Regions from separate parts of the Mus musculus genome. Here all the other regions are linked to region 1. The links are chromatin contacts, called in public promoter capture Hi-C maps. All regions are on one chromosome and are shown on one strand. The core of a region is the stretch at or near the end of the contact, and the rest is flanking DNA. Distances in the headings are between cores, read along the strand shown. Region 1 holds the start of Trap1 (TNF receptor-associated protein 1). Region 2 holds the start of Hmox2 (heme oxygenase 2). Region 3 holds the start of Coro7 (coronin 7). Region 4 holds the start of Vasn (vasorin). Region 5 holds the start of Glis2 (GLIS family zinc finger 2).

What was found. Promoter capture Hi-C pulls out the DNA fragments that hold promoters and counts their contacts.
Region 2: a promoter capture Hi-C map of pre-B cells shows a contact between it and region 1, with 3 times the contacts expected there. The contact joins the promoter of Hmox2 here to the promoter of Trap1 in region 1. A contact is called at or near these places in 4 of 39 promoter capture datasets (cranial neural crest, hematopoietic stem and progenitor cells, liver and 1 more), 1 of 115 datasets of contacts at active chromatin or transcription factors (microglia) and 1 of 9 other capture datasets (adipose tissue).
Region 3: a promoter capture Hi-C map of pre-B cells shows a contact between it and region 1, with 5 times the contacts expected there. The contact joins the promoter of Coro7 here to the promoter of Trap1 in region 1. A contact is called at or near these places in 6 of 39 promoter capture datasets (the C10 cell line, cranial neural crest, hippocampal neurons and 3 more), 1 of 484 Hi-C or Micro-C datasets (muscle stem cells), 5 of 115 datasets of contacts at active chromatin or transcription factors (bone marrow-derived macrophages, effector CD8 T cells, embryonic stem cells and 2 more) and 2 of 9 other capture datasets (adipose tissue and liver).
Region 4: a contact with region 1 is called in a promoter capture Hi-C map of pre-B cells, with 6 times the contacts expected there. The contact joins the promoter of Vasn here to the promoter of Trap1 in region 1. A contact is called at or near these places in 8 of 39 promoter capture datasets (the 3T3-L1 cell line, cranial neural crest, hippocampal neurons and 3 more), 2 of 115 datasets of contacts at active chromatin or transcription factors (embryonic stem cells and pancreatic cancer cells) and 1 of 9 other capture datasets (embryonic stem cells).
Region 5: a contact with region 1 is called in a promoter capture Hi-C map of pre-B cells, with 8 times the contacts expected there. The contact joins the promoter of Glis2 here to the promoter of Trap1 in region 1. A contact is called at or near these places in 10 of 39 promoter capture datasets (the 3T3-L1 cell line, 3T3-L1-derived adipocytes, cranial neural crest and 5 more), 3 of 484 Hi-C or Micro-C datasets (B cells, cortical neurons and palatal mesenchyme), 4 of 115 datasets of contacts at active chromatin or transcription factors (bone marrow-derived macrophages, effector CD8 T cells, large pre-B cells and 1 more) and 1 of 9 other capture datasets (liver).

The regions. Positions count from the first base shown.
Region 1 is chr16:4,076,449-4,079,146 of GRCm38.p6, reverse strand. It overlaps Trap1 (TNF receptor-associated protein 1), which reads left to right and starts at 1,337. Exons shown (of 18, transcript NM_026508.2): 1 at 1,337-1,454. The coding sequence starts at 1,367.
Region 2 is chr16:4,724,999-4,727,696 of GRCm38.p6, reverse strand. Hmox2 (heme oxygenase 2) reads right to left here and starts at 1,336. Exons shown (of 6, transcript NM_001136066.2): 1 at 1,226-1,336.
Region 3 is chr16:4,678,403-4,681,100 of GRCm38.p6, reverse strand. Coro7 (coronin 7) reads left to right here and starts at 1,381. Exons shown (of 28, transcript NM_030205.4): 1 at 1,381-1,549. The coding sequence starts at 1,490.
Region 4 is chr16:4,638,587-4,641,284 of GRCm38.p6, reverse strand. Vasn (vasorin) reads right to left here and starts at 1,340. Exons shown (of 2, transcript NM_139307.3): 1 at 1,137-1,340. All of the region lies in intron 9 of Coro7 (coronin 7), which reads left to right.
Region 5 is chr16:4,593,329-4,596,026 of GRCm38.p6, reverse strand. It overlaps Glis2 (GLIS family zinc finger 2), which reads right to left and starts at 1,314. Exons shown (of 7, transcript NM_031184.3): 1 at 1,092-1,314. D330022H12Rik (a long non-coding RNA gene) reads left to right here and starts at 1,772. Exons shown (of 2, transcript XR_875867.3): 1 at 1,772-2,595.

The DNA.
Region 1 (2,698 bases), core at 88-2,587:
ACAGAACCTGGGGGCAGAAGCTAGAACTGTGAGGATCTAAGGGTGACCATGGAAAAAGACACTAGGGAGCAGGGGTGGGGCTGGTTGTGGAGGATGTGGGCCCAGCAGGAGCAGAACTGGCTGGGGGTTAGGGGTAGGAATTGTGAGGTGTTCAGGTGCTCTCTCCACCTTATATTGAAACATGGCCTTTTACTGAACATGGGACATCAGAATCAGATTGGTTGGCTAGCAAAACCCAAGGATTCTCTTGTTTCTGTCTCCCCAGCACTGAGATCACAGGCACACAGTGCTCTGTCAATTTCTTGGGGTTATCAGGGCAACAGGCACTTTAAATACAGAGCCTGTATTAAAGTTTGGCCTCATATCTGCCCATTCTTATCTATTTTCCATCTATAAAGTCAATGTGGGAGCAATCCTTGTCAACCTAGAACAGTAACTAAACATTCCCTATACCAAAACTTCAAGTCTATTCTGGATCCAGGAATTAACTGCTCTTGCTACTAGTGTCTGCTAACAAGCTAGATAATCGCTCTAATGTTTTAGTAAAATCTGATCATAGGAAAATGTATCTGGTGTGTGTCAGAATCAAGCGAGAACCTGTCAGAAAGGTCCTCGCTGGGCCTTACTCTGAGGTTAGGACCGGGACAAGCGACCTGCTCTGGAGGCGGCTGGAGTTTGGATTAAACTTTAGAGGGCCGGGCGTGGTGGTGCAAGCCTTTAATCCCAGCACTTGGGAGGCAGAGGCAGGTGGATTTCTGAGTTCGAGGCCAGCCTGGTCTACAAAGTGAGTTCCAGGACAGCCAGGGCTATACAGAGAAACCCTGTCTCGAAAAACAAAAACAAAAAAACAAAAAAACAAAAAAAAAAAAAAAAAAAAAAACTTTAGAGACAAGGTTTGTGGCCTGGATCCCCAAACAAGCTTCCAGTAGGGAGAAAGTCACAATAAACGGGTAAGTCCAAAGGTGTTGGTTACTGAGCTCACGTTTTGGCGAATAACAGTCAAACCTAAAATTTGTCAAAGTGTAGGTTTTGGCATTGCTGTAAGAGTTTTTCAGTGGATCCACACTCCAGCTGGGTAGTGCCATCTCGAGAATGGGATGCTCCCGCCTAGGGACCGCCAGCACCGCGGGCCGGGGACACTATAACCCTCACACGCACAATGCAAGGGATCAGCGACCTTGTCACTGAGATCCAAGGTCAAAAAGTACAGTCTTCAGGGCCCCCGCGCTGCGGTTTGCTGCGTTCCCGTTCTCGCACAGGCAACGCCTTGGACAGCCCGTCGCGCGCCATGACGTCACTGAGCCGCCCCCGCGGAAGGCCCCCTCATCACTCTGTTAGGCTGTTAGCCACACTTGGGAAAGGAAGCATGGCGTGCGAGCTGCGAGCTGTGTTGCTGTGGGGCCGCGGGCTGCAGACTGTACTGCGGGCCCCCGCGCTGGCTGGAGTTCGGCGAGGTGAGCGCGGCACGAGAGCGCAGAGGCGGCGTCTGAGGCTGTGTGCACACTCTTAGACCGGCGGGAGGCCGCACTGCGCCGGAGCTGCTAAGTGGGGCGGGGAGTAGGACCTTGTGGTCGCTTTTGGGGAGCCGAGTCACGGGCAGCCACAGCCTGCTCTCGTCAGTCCCTGGTAGTCCTGATTGCAGACGCTCCCGCGCTTGGGTTGACAAGTTCGTTGCACGCGGCTGTTCACAAGCTCAGCTCTCGCAGAAGTCAAGCCCTGGGGTAACTACGGTGAGCAAAACCAACGGTTACCCAGGACTTCAGGGAGCCAGTGAACTCCGCGTGTTTGATCCCTGGAATTGAAAGAGAAAGGAAAGGAGAGAGAATAACCTTAATCTATACTTTCCCACCCCGCACTCATGTAACAGTGAAGATGTTAGCGTTACATACACTTAAATTATACGTATTTACAGCTATTTTTACATAAAAGGGCTCAAGTCAAGAATTAACTGCGAAAGAATATTAAAGCTTCTGGCATTCATTACATTTATGTTTCGCATAAACATAGCTTCCCAATGGCTTTCCGAAGTTTTGTCGCTCTCATCCTCCACTAAATGTTCTCTTGGCCACAAATATCGTTACAGTGTTTAACAGATTTGAGTGAGCGATTGCTTAAATCTTTAGGAACATGTTTTCGGTTTCAGAATTTGCCCTTTTATTTCTGTATTAGCTAATCTGCCAAACTTCACCTCAGTTTTTTATTGGGTGTGGGGAGGGTGACAGGGTTTCACCATATATGTTCCGCCTGGCCAGGGTGGTCACAAACTCACAGAGATTCATCTGCCTCTGCTCCCCAGAGTGGTAGGATTAAAGTGTGCCACAGTGCCTGGTGCTCAAAATACTTTTGTCTGTATATGTGTCCTCTAGTAGCAAAACTGATTTACCCATAGTATCTTTTCCAACATTTGAGTATGTCTCAAACCAAAACAACAAAAAAAGAGCCCCCAAAGGCAGTTTGTGCTTGGCTTGCATAGGCCCTGAATTGGTCCCCAGTGCCACGGAGAATACTAAAAAAAAAAAGAGCTCTGTGTAGAAGACATCTCTTGTGATTTCTATCTACAGAGAAGCTGGTTTTACTTAACAGTGGATCCGTATCTTCTCTGATTTCTTGTGTATCTTTGCATCATGTTCTGCAAACACCTTCTCAACCTTGGCTGGTTTGCTCAGTCTGTTCCCAAAGTTGACTCTGGAGTCTAGCT
Region 2 (2,698 bases), core at 87-2,586, 650 kb before region 1:
GGATCTCAAATTCAGTTAGTGCACACTACATGGCAAGATTTCCTTCTCAAAACACAAAACACTGGGTAGGGTTGTGGGCTCAGTAGTAAAATACATGCTCATCTTGTTCAAACTGCACCGCCAAAAAAAACTTTCTTAATAATTATGTATTAAATGACATTTATAATAACTATTATAAACTGAAGCACTATACCAGAAATAGGAACGCACAAAACCTTCTACATGACTAGACTGTTTAAGGCCAGTATGACCACTTAAACAAAACCATTTCTAATCTCTAATCCACTTCTGAAAAAATCACAGGATGTCTATGCATAACTAAGATCTTCAGTGCTGTTATCTCGCCTGTGGAATGTTCGTGGATTTACTTCACGAGTCTCTTAATATTCTCACTTTATAGGTAGTAAAACACTCAAGGATTTAGAAAGGACTGGAGAGCAAGCGCTCTCCCTCAACTGGACAGTATATGATATTTCTGTCTTTCGGGAACACTCCCTTCTCTAGTTGAGTTTGCGGTGCCCACAATTGAACACAGGCCACAACTGGTCCTTCAGAACCAATTTAAACGGCATGACACAAGACAGTCCTTGTGCAAGCAGTGTGCAAGGCGGTCCAGGCAGTTCTTACAGAGCAATTAAGTCACCTGGAGCTCTGTGCTTTGGTGGTGACAGGTGACCTCCTGGGCCAGACCAACCGGCTACATCTACGACTGAGTCCTCCCAGTCTTGCACTCAGAACCACAGGTCACTCATCAAGTCCCCACAGGGATTCTAAGGGATCTTGCCACCGAGGGGAGCCACTGAAGGCTGGCCAACAAGGCCGCCACGCCCCGGGCTCCTCCGGGACCTCAGGTAGGCTCATGTGCTGCGCTGCTGCACTAACTTCGACCCCGGAGTCACCTCAAGAGCATTCGTGACGCTGGGAGGGGCTATGCCCCACGGGAACACCAGAGGACTCTTGGGGATGGAGCTCAAAGCCGTCTAGAGCGCGACGTCCGCGGTTTCGGGCTCATTTGACGCTCAAGGCCCGCTCGGTGGCCCCTCTCCGACCCCCAGTCTCCCGCTCGCTCGCTCGCCCGCCTCAGCCCGCTTCCGGCCACCCCCCGCCCGACGTCCCCTCAGGCTGAGGACGAGTCGCGGGGGGACAGCGGAGCAGAGCTTCGAAGAAGGCCGCCGCCATGCAAGGACCCGGGAGGGGAGGACGGGGCACAGAGCGGACCACTCACCGTCAGTGGCTCCGCAGGTCAGTCAGTCTCCGCGTCTGCGACTCTCTCTGTACCTTCGCAGCCGAGAGGGCGAGCGCCAGGACGGTAGGACGTGCGCACGCAGCGAGGGGCGGAGTCACCAGGCCACGCCCCCAGGCGCACGGCAGCTAGCGGGAGGCTCTTGGGCGAGCCGACACTGCCTTCTGAGAAAGCTTCGGGAGTGGGGAGTAGTAATGTTAACCGGAGAGGAAGGAAGCGTGTCAGCCAAAGCCAACTGCTTGTTGATCGAGAGTGGGGGCTCAAGCCTGGAATCCCAGCACTCGGTGGGGGACAGGGGTGGGGTTGAGGCTGGAGAATTCAAGAGCAACCTGGAGAATTCAAGAGCAACCTGGGCTACAGTGTGAGCATTTGTCAGTGCTCAAACAAAAACACAAAAGGGTTGGGAATGTAACTTGTTGGGGAAGAATTAATAGATTCTTTTTGGGGGGGCGGGGTGTTTCGAGACAGGGTTTCTCTGTATAGCCCTGGCTGTCCTGGAACTCACTCTGTAGACCAGGCTGGCCTCGAACTTAGAAATTCGCCTGCCTCTGCCTCCCAAGTGCTGGGGTTATTAAATGCATGCACCACCACTCACTGCCCAGCACTTAATTACTTTTTTAACTATTAAAGTTTTGGTTTGGTTTTGTGCTGGAGATGGAATTCTAGATTTTGAGTAAGCTCTCTTACTGAGTTATGCTGAGGGACATTTCTGTGCACTCTGTATTCTGTCTGATTCCTGTACCCAGAGGTCCAGCTCCAGTCTCGACTTTAGTATGACTCAGTATTTTATAAAATATTATTCTCTATCACCTCCTGATTGGTTAAATAAAGAGCTTAATAGCCTATGGCTGGGCAGGAGAGGATATGGCAGGACTTCTGAGGCCAGAGACAGAGAGAGCATCTCAGGTGGGAGAGAAGGGAGACAGGAATCCGAACAGGAATGAAGGAGGAGGAGCCAGAGCAAGCCTGAGAAGGCAGGAAAGGTCCACATGGCTGGGAAGTAGGCCAGCATACTTGGTTAGAATAGCTTAGAGTCTGCCTGGCTCTGCGCCTCACCTTTATAATAAATATAAAGGTCTCCGTGTCATTAAGCAAGGAGGACATAGAAAAGTTCCTTACTTTTGCAGAGTTATGTCTCCCCAACCCAACAAATGTTCTCTTTCTACCTCTCTATTATTCAGGTGCACGATGCACCCACAAGCTAGGAAGATTTCCACACTAGAAGCTTTAACCAAATTTGCAGAATCTTTTCCTACTCAACACTATTCACAAAAAAAACAACAAGTTCTGGAAGCAGCCTAGATAATCTAATTGATGACCAAAGTATGAAGGCAGTTTCTGCATGAGCAGGACCAGGGTGTTGGATTTTATTGGGACAGAGTTACAAGAAAGTAGTTTATGTAAGCTCTCCTCAGAGCCTTCTTTTCTGTGTTGTTGTTGTTGTTGTTGTTGTTG
Region 3 (2,698 bases), core at 132-2,631, 600 kb before region 1:
TGTTTGTAGATCTTGGGCTTAAAAGCCCTGTAGGATCTTAGTTCAGGGTAGTGGCTCAGTTCTGAAATCCTGACCATGGCCCTGGTCGACCAATCCTGGAGCATATGATCAATAAACCATCCTGGTCTGACCGAGATCAATGTCTGTGTGATTTGTGAGGCAATTCCTGGACCCCAACATTGTGTGCACACAGATGAGTAGGCAGGGATAGACAGGTGAACAAAAGTAAATGTCCCAGCAGTCAAGAGTACTTGTTTCTCCTTATTTTCGAAGAAGACCCAAGTCTGATTCCCAGCACCCATGTGGCAGTTTAAGACACTTCACAAGGCCAGGGGATCCAACAAGTCTAACCAAGAGCAAGCATAATTACCCACTGAGCCATTTTCCCAACCCTGCCTTCTTTCTCCCTTTTCTTTTCTTTTCTTTCTTTTTTCTTTTTCTTTTTTTTCTTTTTGGGCAGGTTCTCACTATATAGTCCCGAACTATGTAAACCAAGCTGACCTTGAACTTCTGATCTTCCTCCTGAATGCTGGGACTATAGGACTATGTCACTGTGCTGGGGATGGCACCCAGGGCTTCATACATGCCTGGCAAACACTCTACCAACTGAGCTACAATCCACAGCTAAAATCATTTTTAAGGGAAAATTGATGCTCACAGATATTGAGAATAAAGCTATATATCACTTGGTCATTATCATCATACACTCTAGTATGAAAAAAATTGCATTATAAAATGTGTATTTTTGGCTGGGCAGTGATGGTGCACATCTTTAGTCCCAGGACTTGGGAGGAAGAGGCAGGGGGATTTCTGAGTTTGAGGCCAGCCTGGTCTACAGAGTGAATTCTAGGACAGCCAGGACTACACAGAGAAACCCTGTCTCAAAATAAATAAATAAATAAATAAACAAAAATAAAATAAAATAAAAATAAAACTCAAAACAAAGGGGTAGAAAGGGAGGGAAGGGGAGACAAGAGGTGGGAGGGAGGGAGGGAGAGAGAGAGAGATTGAGAGAGAGAAAGATTGAGTCTCAGTGGTTCTTATCTTTTATGGGTCGCGGGGATTATTCCCAGTTTTAGTCTAGTTAATTCTGTCCTGCTATTTCTCAGGTCATTGTAAAACCTCAGGGACCAGTATTGCAAGTCTAATCCTGCAGCAATTGAAGTGTGGTTCCTTCGGTAGGACAGCTGCGGCTCACATGACCTCCGACCAGTGCAGTAGTCCCCCAGGCATCAGGGCGTGACTTCTCAGGTCGTCCTGGCCTCTGAAGAAGGCGGGGCTGAAGGCCGTCGCGCTGAAGAAGGGTGACGTGGGGGCGTGCCTAGGCAGGCCGCAGGAGCTTCCGATTGGTTGTCATCAATAAGGGCGTGGCACCAGGCTGCAGGCTGCTGAGGCGGCAGGCTGCAAGAGTCCAGGGCGGCTTCTCTTCATTCACCTAGTACCTGACGACCCTCGTTCTCCAGCCTGAGCTTGCTCTGTCCCAGCTGCCATGAGTCGCTTCAAGGTGTCCAAGTTTCGGCATATGGAGGCCCGGCCGTCCCGCCGAGAGGTGAGCCCGGCCAGTGGACCCCACTCCCTGGCTTCTGGTCCCGGAGGACTGCCATTCCCAGTGCCTGCCTGTGCAGTGCACACTCTGGGTTGTGAAGACCCTCACCCCACCTCGCCCCATCTGTCCACCCGGAACTTCTCCCTTTAGATGAACCCTAGAGTTCAGGCCGCCCCTTCACTGCTCAGAGGACAGAGTCCGGAGGTCTGATGACGCGCCCTAGTAGTTGGGTGATCCCGGAGGTCGGCCTGGCCGGTTCGCCTCCCCCTGTTACCCCAGGAGGCCTCGCAGCACTCCCAGACGCGAACAGGCCTCTGTTTCCGGTCGGCCTTGCTGGGAACCTGGCTGGGAAACTGTCGACGCCGGTCTCCCCCTTCCAGCAGTCTAGGATCACCCCTGCTCCGGGCCGGCCGGGCTGTGGGAGAGATGCATCTCTTTCTTGTGGTCTCAGTGAGAGGGAAGGTATCATCTGGAGAGGGAGCCCCTGGGGCCAGGCAGGCTTCCTCCCTCGAGTTTCTGCCACTCTTCCTTGTCTACTGGTGCAAGCTCTTCCTTTACTGGGGTGATGATACTAGCGGTTGTTGGGGCCTGGAGAAGCCTAGAGCAGGTGGATCCCAGATGGAGTGTCAAGAAGGACACTCCACTCGGTGAGGCACTGGCCTTTCTCCCCCTGTGTTATTTGGACCTCTAGTGTCCCAAAGCAAGTTAGGACAACCGTGCTCCATTTTCATTCTCTGGACAGTTAGCCTTTCTGTACCTATTGTGTGCTGCTCAGCTCTCTAAAACAGTGAACATTGTGACATTTCCCCTTCTCTGTGGAACTTAACAGCCTCTGGTCAGCAAGCACAATATAAATCCACTGAAGAATCAGAACACCCGGGGGTATGTGGTGGGCTGTGATGTAAAGAAGTGAAGTAGAGTTGAACGTAATAGTATTGTGGAGGACAGTGCCCAGGTGGGTGGATTTCAACAGAGGCCAGAAGGGTGAGAAGAAAAAAAGCCAGTAAAGAAAAAGAAAGTGGCCGGGCGGTGGTGGTGCAGGCCTTTAATCCTAGCACTTGGCAGGCAGATTTCTGAGTTCGAGGCCAGCCTGGTCTACAGAGTGAGTTCCAGGGCAGCCAGGGCTACACAGAGAATCCCTGACTCGAAAAA
Region 4 (2,698 bases), core at 91-2,590, 560 kb before region 1:
GGGGGCTGATTCCCCTGGGAGAGGACAGTAAACTCTAGGGACTACCCTCCCATCCCCCACCTGCCTGCTCCAGCTCATGCTAACAGCTGGGTCCATACTGGCCTTCACTGCCCATACCAATGTAGCCCCTCACAAGGCTCCAGCCCACCCACATCTCTGCTTTCCCAGCAGCCTAGGGGGAAGGGACCTTTTACCTTTTAGCCAGACCCTCTCCCCTAGGAACTCTTGACCCAGATAGGGAAGAAGGCTCTCTTGGTGCCTCTTCCTGGAGCATCACCTACTATTAATGCAAAAAACAAGCAAGGGAACTCCTGAGCCTTGGGTTTCTTCTACTGCAGAGGCTGCTTCTGGGATCCAATAGAAGCAGTCAATGACCCTGGTGTGGTAATCGTTAACGAATGGGGGTGAGGTAGTGTGGTTGGCACCAATCAGCTGGCCTGCCTGTGACCACAAGGAACCTAAGCAGTCCTCTGGCCCCAGAGCTGCAAGCTGGGGAACACAAAGGACTAGACTGGCTATAGGCCATTGGGTCTGCAGCCCAAGCAAAGCCCATTACTGGTAGAGATGAGATGCGCTGATACTGGAGCACTAAAGATTATGGTTAGCCAAAGTTCATCCCTCACCTGGGGGTACACCTATCAATCTCCCCATTCCCGGTCCTCTCCAGGCTTGCCTGTGTATTCGTGGCTTCTGCCATGTGTGACAAGGCCCAGAGGATCCCAAGCAACCATTCTGCACAAGGGCACCAGACTGTCTGACCCCCGTGAGGGAAAAGTAACCAGACTACGGCTGGGCCATCCCCTAAAAGAGGGTTGATTCATAAAACTGGTCACGCCAGAGGGCCCAGTCGTGGGAGGAGGAAGCAAGGGAGGGGGTGTTTATTTTGTCTACTCAGAGCCTCACGGGTAGGTTAGCCATGTACAAACGCACGCCCTGGCTCTCCCGAGGGTCAACGGAGGCCCCTGAACCCACTCAGGAAGGGGGGTGCAACTGGACGTTCCCGCCCAGGTAACCGCCCGAGGCGGGGATAAGCCCCTCGCTCCGGCAGTCGCAGTCCCACTGGAGAATGTGCTAGTGTGCTGTTCCAGTGTGATCAGCTCCGCCTGTCGCCCCCACCCTCGCCCCTAGACACTCACCAGGAGACGACTGCGGCTGAAGGAGCCAGGCGGTGCGGTCCAAGGCCTCAGTGGGGCCTCAGTCCTTCACCTCTGGCCGGTCCTGAGAGGTCCGGGGTCCCGGGATCCAGAGGCTGCTGCGTCCCGTCCCGGGCTGGGGTTTCCCAGCCCCGGTCTCTGGCTCCGGCTCCAGACTCGAAGTTGACTCGTAAGAGGCTGGTCTCTGCTTAAGATGTAGGAGTGGGTGGGACCGTCTGTACCGAGGGCGGGGCTTCCTCCAATTGGCTGAGGCGGGGTTTGACCAAGCCTATACACACCCACCTCCTCTGAATGGGTCATTGCACTAAGCAGGCCTAGTCTGCACCTAGATATACCTCCAGATCCCAGTGAGGAGTGATTTTATTAGGCTGGCTTAAGTCTATCTTTTGCTGTGTGACATTTGGACAGGCTCCTGCTTTTTAACTGAAAAATATCTGGTGACACAAATTCAAGAAGTGGACATTAGGGTCAGTAAAGAGCTGGAGAAGCAGAGGTAGATTGTAGGGGCCAGCAGGGATGATGGCTGAGTCCCCATGACCAACCCAGTCTGCCAAAACTGAGGATTTTTCATACAAATCTAGATTTTTTAGGCGTAATCTCACAATGTGTTTTTGTTGTTAGCTAATTCCAATTTCAAAAGCTAGAAAGGCCACATGAAGTGGTTCCAAGAGCCTCTTATATAAAATCTCTTAATGCTGGACTTGAGATCTTTGTAGCCATGACAGCATCCCTGGTCACCTTCCCCAGCTCTAAATGAGAGACTGGGACCTAGGAGCATATGTCAGCTCAAGCCCCTCAGTTACTGAAAGCTTCAAGACTAGAATATGCCTGGGATGGGAGGCAGGATTGGGGACGTCATCAGCAGTAGGAGGGACCTAGGTGTTTGTTGACAGCAGCCCTTGATTAAGCAGGAGGGTGCTGTGCCAGGGGCTGGTTCAGAAAAAATCCCCTGCCTTGTAGGATTCCAGGAAAATGGTCATCCTCTCCACCCCACCCCACCCCCATGGTTTGTGGTTAGAGTCAGGCCTCAGGGCCTTTGGGGACCCAACTCAGCTCCTGGATTTCACCATCATATCCCTTTCCCGCCGGGTCTGTATTGAAGGCCTTGTCTGGGTCACACTATCTGGAGGCTTATCTGGCCTCAGCTGGTACTTGTGTTGTAAAGGCAGGGCATCCACACCCCCACAATTGGGGGCAGGACTGACCCCAGGTGTTTCATTTGGCCTGTGTGGCAGGTTTGAAAGTTGGATGTCATTTCCAGAATTGAAAATTTGGGTGATTTCACATGACAATTAGTTTTCCGAGCTTGTCTTAAACAGGACGTCTTTGAAGGCTGGGTGGCAACTGTCCCCAGATTCACCAATCTTCTGGATGGCAGGCTCCTCAAGCCCCGAGTGTTGTAAGTCAGGTCTGTCATCCCAGCTGCTCTGAAGACTGAGGCAGGAGGATCACAAATTCAAGGTCAGCCTGAATAACTCCTTAAGACCTTTTTCAAAATAAAACTCTGAAGGTTTAACTCAGTGGTAGAGCACTTGAGATAAATA
Region 5 (2,698 bases), core at 65-2,564, 520 kb before region 1:
CAGGGAGACAGCCGTGCAGGGTGCCTGCCACCGAAGCCCAAGACGCAGGCCCTAGCCCTGGCCAGACCCATGGGAGCTCAAGTCTTGGTAGGGCCACTGGCTAGCCTGACTGCCCCCTTGGTGTCAAGCATTCCCTCTAGAGCCAAGATCTTGGGCCCTGATGGCTGGGGGCCCAGGGCTCCTCCCAGCATCCCTTCCAGCTTCCCAGGCCCCAGGGCAGGGCTGGGCAACTCCCTGCAACCAGTGCTTCCCCGCCACCCTCTGGCTGGGCTGGGCGGGCCCTCCTGGGTAGGCAGACAGGCAGCATGCTGCCCTGCTGTGGCCTGAGTATCCCACTGGGTAGGGCAGTGTGCCAAGGCGTCCAGGTGCCAGCCTGGATTCCAGCCCCATCCTAGGGGGCCTGCGGGGAGGTGCAAGCATCATCCTGGTAGGAGGGGGATGCACCTGCCTCGTCACCTCTTTTCCAGACCCATCCTGAGGATGCAATCACTCACCCTCTCCATCCAGCCAGGTCCCTCACCTGCTTCCATCCACCCTTCAGGAGTGGACCAAAGGCTACACAATATTCCAACTCCTAGTGCTGAATCAAGGGACGCCCCCCTCTCTGCCTCCCCCAAGGCTTGTTAAGGGTAGTGAGAGCAGGACTTTACCCAGAAAGGGAGGGTACCTTCCAAATAACCCGAGCTCACCGGTGAGCAAAGGTGGCTGCCAGATGCCCCATACAACTTCATGCCCAGGCTTCGGGTGGCCCCCTCTCACCTCGCAGAGCACCCCTACTGAAGACGCCCAACTTCCCCAGTGAAGTTTGCGCCCGCCCCGGGCCGGGCCACAGTTCAGCTCGGCCCCCAAACAGAAGGAGGGAAGGAAAGAGAAAAAAGACGGTGAAATCGAAGGACCCAGCCAGGGAGCCGGCGAGAAAGGGAGAGCGCAAAACCAACGAGCGCAGGGGCCTCAGCGAGGGCTCACAATGGCCCGGAGCAAGGCGCGGACGCGGGAGGGGGAGGCGACCCTCTGGTTACGCTGCCCCGCGCACCAGGCAAGTCCCTGGCCCAGCCCGCGTCCTCCCGGCGCGACGCCCGGGGGCTTCCTACCTCGGCTGCCGGGCTGACTGGCTCCGGCTGCGGGTTCCGGCGGTCCTGGGGCAGCGGGGAGCGGGCGAGGGGGAGGGCCGGGGCGGGCGGGGGCCGGGGCGCGAGGCTTACGGGGCACGGGCTCCCCTGGCGCCGCGCGGCACCCGGCCGCTCCGCCACATCTGCAGCTCGGGGCAGGGAAGGTGGCCGCGGCGGCCGGGCTGTGCGGGGATGTCTTTGCAAGGGAGGGAGGAGAGGAGAGGAGGGAGGGGGTGGGAGGAGGGACTGGCGGCCTTGGAGGAGGGCGAAGAGGAGGGGCGCGGGGGGCGGCCTCCCTCCCTCCCTCCCTCGCGGCTCGCTCGCTCGCTCCCGCCCTCCCTACAAACCCCTCTCACTACTGCGGCCCCAGGCCCGGAGCGCCAGCTGCCAGACGGAGCGTGCGCGGGGGGTGGAGGGTGGGGGTGGGGGGAGGCTGGGCCCGGGGAGGGGAGGAGAGCGGACGGCCGCAGGAGCGGGCACCGGAGGGAAGGGGGAGCGAAGGAGGGAGCCCCGCCACGGCAGAGACGCGCGTCCTCCTCGACTCCCCCCCCCCCCATCCCCGCCTGCCGCGGTCCCGCCCCCAGCCCGAGGGCAGCGCTAGGACAAGGCCTGGGGGGCGGGGGGCAGGGCGAGATATCCCGCCCCTGGGGGAAGCCTGGGAGAGGGGCGGGCGAACCGGCCAGGAGGAAAAGCCCCAAGGACCGGGAAGATGGAGGCGGCCGCAGCGGGCGAGGGGCGGGGACCCTCGCCTCCCCCTGCGGGGTCACCTTGGCCAGGGCCCCCGCGGCCCTTGGCTGCCGCGGAGGTGATAGAAATGCCTCTTGGAAGGCCCTGATTTCCCCGCCCAGTCCAGATCCAGGACCGCGCAGGCAAAGGCCTTTCAATTCCGACAGGTTCGAGGCCACGCTTCTCTCTTCCAGCTTTGCCTTGTCTTCAGCCTCAGTTGCCCTCCTGGTGAAATAAGCACAAGGCCTGGCACAACCAATCCAGGATTCCGTTATCTTGGTGACATCCGCCTGGACAACCTGGGTCCCCTAATCTGAGCGCCGCCGGGGTCATCGCACTTGGCGTCAGTAAGTTCAATGAGTTGGTCACTGAAAAGTGGATGTAAGTCAGTAACGCTTGCACACCGCAGCCAAGCTGTTTCCCACCTTTTCCTGGGAAGCTCAGACTTGGCGTTCTTTAGTGTTTTCTTTGGGCGAGTCTTGAGTCCACGCCTAATATCTTTTTACCTGTCTGGTGACAAATCTCAGTTCAAAAAGACAGCCCTCCTGATCCGAAGTTGGACTTGAACTCAGGAAACGAAAAGGCACTTCAAAGTCAGCATCACCAGTAGGTGAAGTACTGACTCCGGGTTGGAAATCTGTTATTCGGGCATTTGATGCCTCGGTCTGCGCCAGAGCCACATCAAGACATGAATCTTGATCATGGGGCATCCCCATTCCCAGGCACTGCTCTTGGCACACGCTCCTGGTCTGGTGCGAAGGTAGGCACATAATTGGTGCTCCTGATGTGGTGATCAAATGGATACGTAGTCAGTGCTCTTAACTGATTATGTAGTCATGATGGGTGCTTCGGTTTGAACGAAG